Linked DNA regions of Oryza sativa: region 1 is linked to region 2. The links are chromatin contacts, called in public ChIA-PET maps. All regions are on one chromosome and are shown on one strand. Each heading gives the region's core, a stretch centred on a gene start, on an enhancer-like site or on the middle of the called end of the contact. The rest is flanking DNA. Distances are from core to core; before and after follow the strand shown. Region 1 holds the start of LOC4340881 (rho GDP-dissociation inhibitor 1). Region 2 holds the start of LOC4340875 (formin-like protein 15).

Region 1 (2,700 bases), core at 122-2,621, 130 kb before region 2:
GCGACTAAGCCCGGGAGTCGCCCGACCTACCCGGGAGCTGCCTTTGCCGCTGACTCACTATACTTAGTTTAATATGTAGTTCAATATGTTAGATGGTATGTTAGGTAAAGTTTAATGGGTTATTTGAACTTTTGTCTATTGCAGAGTATATTATTAAGGAAAGTCTAGCCATCACATTAGCTTAGAAAACTTAAATATCTCCTCATTAATGAAAAAGAAAAAGAGAGAAAGATGCGCACTATTTAATTGTGGTGGGTCATTTAAGATATAACCGTGTAGATTAATCGATAAAAGTTACAAGTAAATATAATTACAAGCGACGAAGGATGACTATGGTGAGTTACCTAAAAGCAATAGTTTTATATGACATCTCCATGTAATTGTATGATAAATCCATTAGTTATTATAGTTTAGAAGCGAACATGCTAACGGCCCAAGCTGGATAGCCAATCCGAGCGAGAGAAAAATTTTAAGGGCATGTATTTGGCAGGATGTGAGCTCCTAGATCCTTTGGTTATTGGAGCTGGAGTTGAACCGAACCGAATGTTGCTAAATAATAATAGAGCTTCATAAAGGCGGAGCTTTCCTATCCCAATCTACTATCACTTTGTATTTATAAGTTTGATCCAGTTTATAAGATGCCCATTCGTTTTAAAGGAATCGTAAAAAAAGAGAACAGTAAGATGCAACATCACTAAACCGCCATTCGTTTTAAAGGAATCTATCGAAAGGAAAATTTCCTACCCCTCCAATATAATATTTTCAATCCCTAGCTGATTTACTGAACAAAATTCTATATATTTCAATCGAAAGGCTTATACATATATCCTCGTACCATTCTTCTTACTCCACGTATGATGTGATACTATTTTGGAGCCGGCTAAGCCAGGCTATCGTACCTGCTCTAAGCCGTAGAACTCCTTAAAATTTGAAAGGAGCCAACATACACAGCCTACTACACTGCTCTTCCGTCTTGCTTTGTCCACAGCTGACAACGCCCCTTGATTCGCCACTCGTCACGCTTTATTTAACAACACTGCTATACGTCCGACTCCCTCGTCCGACTCCCATTCGACCCAACCTCATCTGCCAATCGTTTCGCTCCACGCAGACCAGCTTCTCTCTATGTGGGCCAGGGCAATTAGCAGCTAAGAGCTAGTCGGATAAGAGTCGTACGTCACAGTCGTGTGTATAGCATTTTCGCAGCACTGCTATACGTCCGACTCCCTCGTTCGACTCCCATCCGACCCAACCTCACCTGCCAAGCGTTTCGCTCCACGTAGACCAGCTTCTCAGCTTAAAAGCTAGTCGGACAAGAGTCGTACGTCGCAGTCGTGTGTATAACATTTTCGTTTAACACTATACCACCTATTCTTCTCGCACATTCGCACGCTCCTGCATCTCCATCCGTCGCCACCACCTCCACCGCCTCCGCCTCCGCCCCCGCCCCCTCTTCCGCCGCCACCAATGTCTTCGGCGGCCGGTGAACCCTCCTCCTCCTCCGCCGCCGCCGCCGCCATCTCTTGCTCCTCCTCCAACGACGACGAGAAGCCACCGCCGTCTCTGGAGGGGAAGGAGCTGCGGCGAGTCGAGGAAGAGGAGCCCGCCGCCGCCGCGCGCCCCGAGAAGCTCACGGAGGGGTCCTCGCGCGCCGCTGAGGCTGAGGAGGAGGAGGAGGTGGTGGAGGATGAGGAGGACGATGACGAGGAAGATGAGGGGAAGGTGGCGGAGGCCATCGACCTCGGCCCCAGGGTCAGCATCAAGGAGCAGCTCGAGATGGACAAGGTCTCCATTCCTTCCCCCGATTTCTCGCTCCAATTTCTTTTTTTCTTATCCCTTCTCAAGATTTTTTTTGCTTGTTGGTAGCTTAGTTAATTATTATTTACCACTAGTGCTCGATAATTATTTGTTCCTCACATGGTGATCTCTGCTGATTGCAACTTGGAAGGAGGATGAGAGCCTTCGGAGATGGAAGGAGCAGCTTCTTGGCAGCGTCGATTTGAACTCAGTCGGAGGTAAATTTTTTTATCAACAGTAGATGGTTTCCAATTATAATCCACACCAAATCGCATCCATTTCGCCCCCTTAATTTAGGTACCCGCACCATCTTAATCTGGTTGAGGATTTTGGATTTGATCTCTTCTGTGCTCCCTTTCCAAAAACCGCGCCCAATCAATTTTAATCAATCGGATTCTTTTGTTGGTTTGGTTTCCGCCGTTTTACTGTGTGATCCTGGGTGGTGGTTGTTTGATGCTGCTGTACTGTACTGCAGTGCTTGCAATGCCAGCAACCACACGGTCAAAAAGGGAGCATCTTTTCTGGAGAGTAAATTTTTAATAATCTTTGATTGGATATGTTTCAGCGGTGTAAAGGAGCTCATTCATTGAGTTAGAAATTATGTGGTTCTATCACTGTAGTGTCAATTTATATTTGGTTCTATCACTGTCAATTTATATAGTTTTCAACTTTAAGTGCGACACACGATTTTTTACCACATTGATTAGGTTGCTCAGTGGGCTCACTGTGCACTCTATAATTAGTGCCAGCTAATTTTGCGTTAAATTTCTGCATGACAATCTCACTGGTGCACTCTAGAAGTAGAGATTTACCATAGGAACTTCACCTATTTGGTGAAGTTTTACAAGTTCGTAAACAAATCTTATATGCACAGGAGGTGATGCTGCAATGCAAAATTAAAGG
Region 2 (2,700 bases), core at 93-2,592:
TATAGCAACACAACCACACACAATGGCAACAAAACATCCAATGCCAATCTGCACTGACCAAATTCACCGTTCTTCGTTCCGATAGAATCATAATTTAGTTCAAGAAGTCAATAAAAAGCTACTCCTGAATACATGCAAGAACAAAATAAAATTTGCGAACTTAAACAAAACAAATGTGATCTATGCACCTATTAGCTGTTATCACGGGATACATGATATGCTACATTCCGGTTAAAGAACAAGCATTCCACAAGCAAAGAATCAAATAGCTAGATGTGAGATTTTGTGATCCAAGAACATGCATATTAAGCAGTAGAGACATAAAACTGCAGGCCAGGGCACAAAGAGCACGCACCGATGAGGTTGCTTCTTTCTCCTTCTGCTTCTGCTTCTCCCTGTCCCTCTGAATCTTGGAGACCAAGCCGGCCCTCCTCTTCATCTTGGTGGGATCCTCAGGTTCAGAGACCCCGGAGGCCTTGTCCCTCACCTTCCAGACGGCGCCTCTCCGGAGGAGCAGCTTCGCCGCCTTCCACCCATCGGTGCTGGTGTCGATGACGGTGACCTCGGTCCTGCTACACCTCTCGCCGTCGCCATCGGCGGCGCGGTCGGAGCGGCGGCGCTTCTTGACCTTGACCTTGGAGGCCTTGTCCTTGTTCTCCTTGCTGGGGCGGGAGGCCTTGTCGGGCCTAGGGCGCGGGTGGTTCTGCTTGCGGAAGGCCTTGATCGGCGCGATGAGCGGAGGAGCGGAGGAGGGGGTGACGAAGACGTCGGCGATGACGGTGGAGAGCTGCAGCTGTGGCGATGGTGGTGGGTTGCCGTTGCCGCTTCCGCTTCCGCTAGGGTTTGGTAGGGAGAGATTGGTGCTACCTTGCGGTGGCTTCTGCGGCGGCGGCGGCGGTGGATGCTGCTGCTGCTTGGGCTTCGGATGCTTCGGCTTGGTAGGCGGCGGTGGCTCCTTCGCAGGCTGCGGCGGCGGCGGCGGCGGCGGAGGATGGGGTAGGGCGTGGTGCTGGCCGTAGAGGAGGTCGTCGATGTGGAGGTTGGAGGGGAAAGACAGGCCCCCTTTGGCGTGGAGGCGGTGCAGCCACGGCGGCGTGCGGCTTGCCGCGGCCGCCGCCGCCGCCGCGCTCAGCACCGCGCTGCAGCACGGCATCTCCCCCGGCTCCGACAACGATCGAGATCAATTCCCCGTCATCAAAACCCCAATCTCGATTCGGGCGCCCGCGTTGGAGACGACGGCGAGGGGAGGGAGGAGGTCGCCGCGGCGGCGCAGGAGGGATTGCGGCGAACGCCGCCGACGATGTGGGGGATTTTGGGGGAAGAGAGAGAAAAAAAAAGGGGTGGTGGATCTGGTGGAGGGCACGGGTGAGTTGTTCTGCTGTTGTGGGCTGAAACCAACCAAACATTGCATGGGCCAAGTAGAAGTCACCGCCAGCCCGGACAGCTGGGAAAAGCTTGGCCCGCCTGGGCCCGGCCCATGTTCGAAGGAATTCGAGTAGGACCTCTTATTAAGAGATCACATATAATCTCCCCAATTTTTTTCCCCTAAACTGAAAATAGAAAATTAAAAAACTGATTTCTCTAATAGAAATCCTAATTTTTATCCCTAAATCCTAAATTTGTGCCTTTTTTTGTTAAAGTACTAATAAAATTCTCCCGTTTTCCTCTATCTAACACGCGGGAGGATCTTGGCAAGGAGAGGAGGAACGTGGGAGTGGCAATATTGGGAGTGGGTTAGGGGAGCACACTCTCCCGCATATCAACCGAGCGAATCTTTCAAGGGAGGGAATTCCAAAAATTATGTTAAGGAGTAGGTGATCTGTTGAAGTGGTTTTTTTAACTAAAATCCCTCAAAATTTGTGAGGACTATTGGTGATGCTCTTTTTTTCATATAAACATTTGTAAATAATGTTTTAAAAACATAATCCTTGTAAAAAAATTAAAAAAATGAACCTTATGGCTACGTCAAGAAACGTTAGGAAATTAGAGTTGCTAAATGACTCTGGCACACTAGATGCCCTAATGTGGTAGGGAGCTGCGGTGGACAACATCTTTCTTTCGATATGATATACTGTGGGAGAAACCGGAATTATGAGGTTTAGAGAAATGAAAAATTTAAAGGAAGAGTTTCAGTAATTCATTTGAAACTTGACATGAAAGATCAAAATACCTAAATTCAATTTATAAAATTAAGATGATTAATTGGATGGATCATACGCTTTTCACTTGGATGATTATTTATCAAGATTTTTAATGAAACAATATGTATACTATCACAAGCATATATAATATGTACTCTTTTCCTAAATTTGTTCCCCTGGGTTTTGGTGGAGTTTTGATTATCGTGCAGTGAGGGTCAATGGGAGTGCTGGGAAACCGTGGGCCGAATAAGACTAGCCCAGCTTGCTCACCGATGGCCCACTTACTAATTAGGAACTAGGAAGTGCGTATGGCTATATGACATAAACAGAGCGAAGGTTTCCTTCAAAAAAAATAGATAGAGCGAAGGAGAAGAGAAATTATACACTAGTGATAAGAAGAGAATGAACGAAAGAATGCTACACCTATAACTATTTTTGTCTCTTTACTTTCGAGTATATGATTCCTTGGAGTTTGCACGAAAAACTATGTTCGTATTAACACGTGATTAATTAAGTATTAGCTATTTTTTTAAAAAAAATAGATTAATATGATTTTTTA

What was found. ChIA-PET counts read pairs in DNA pulled down with a chosen protein or histone mark.
Region 1: an H3K9ac ChIA-PET map of seedling shows a contact between it and region 2, with 8 times the contacts expected there. The contact joins the promoter of LOC4340881 here to the promoter of LOC4340875 in region 2. A contact is called at or near these places in 4 of 15 Hi-C or Micro-C datasets (leaf, panicle and an unstated tissue) and 3 of 4 datasets of contacts at active chromatin or transcription factors (leaf and seedling).

Annotation. Positions count from the first base shown.
Region 1 is chr6:12,509,006-12,511,705 of ASM3414082v1, reverse strand. It overlaps LOC4340881 (rho GDP-dissociation inhibitor 1), which reads left to right and starts at 1,371. Exons shown (of 5, transcript XM_015788804.3): 1 at 1,371-1,785; 2 at 1,949-2,015. The coding sequence starts at 1,468.
Region 2 is chr6:12,380,255-12,382,954 of ASM3414082v1, reverse strand. It overlaps LOC4340875 (formin-like protein 15), which reads right to left and starts at 1,342. Exons shown (of 3, transcript XM_015788020.3): 1 at 356-1,342. The coding sequence starts at 1,153.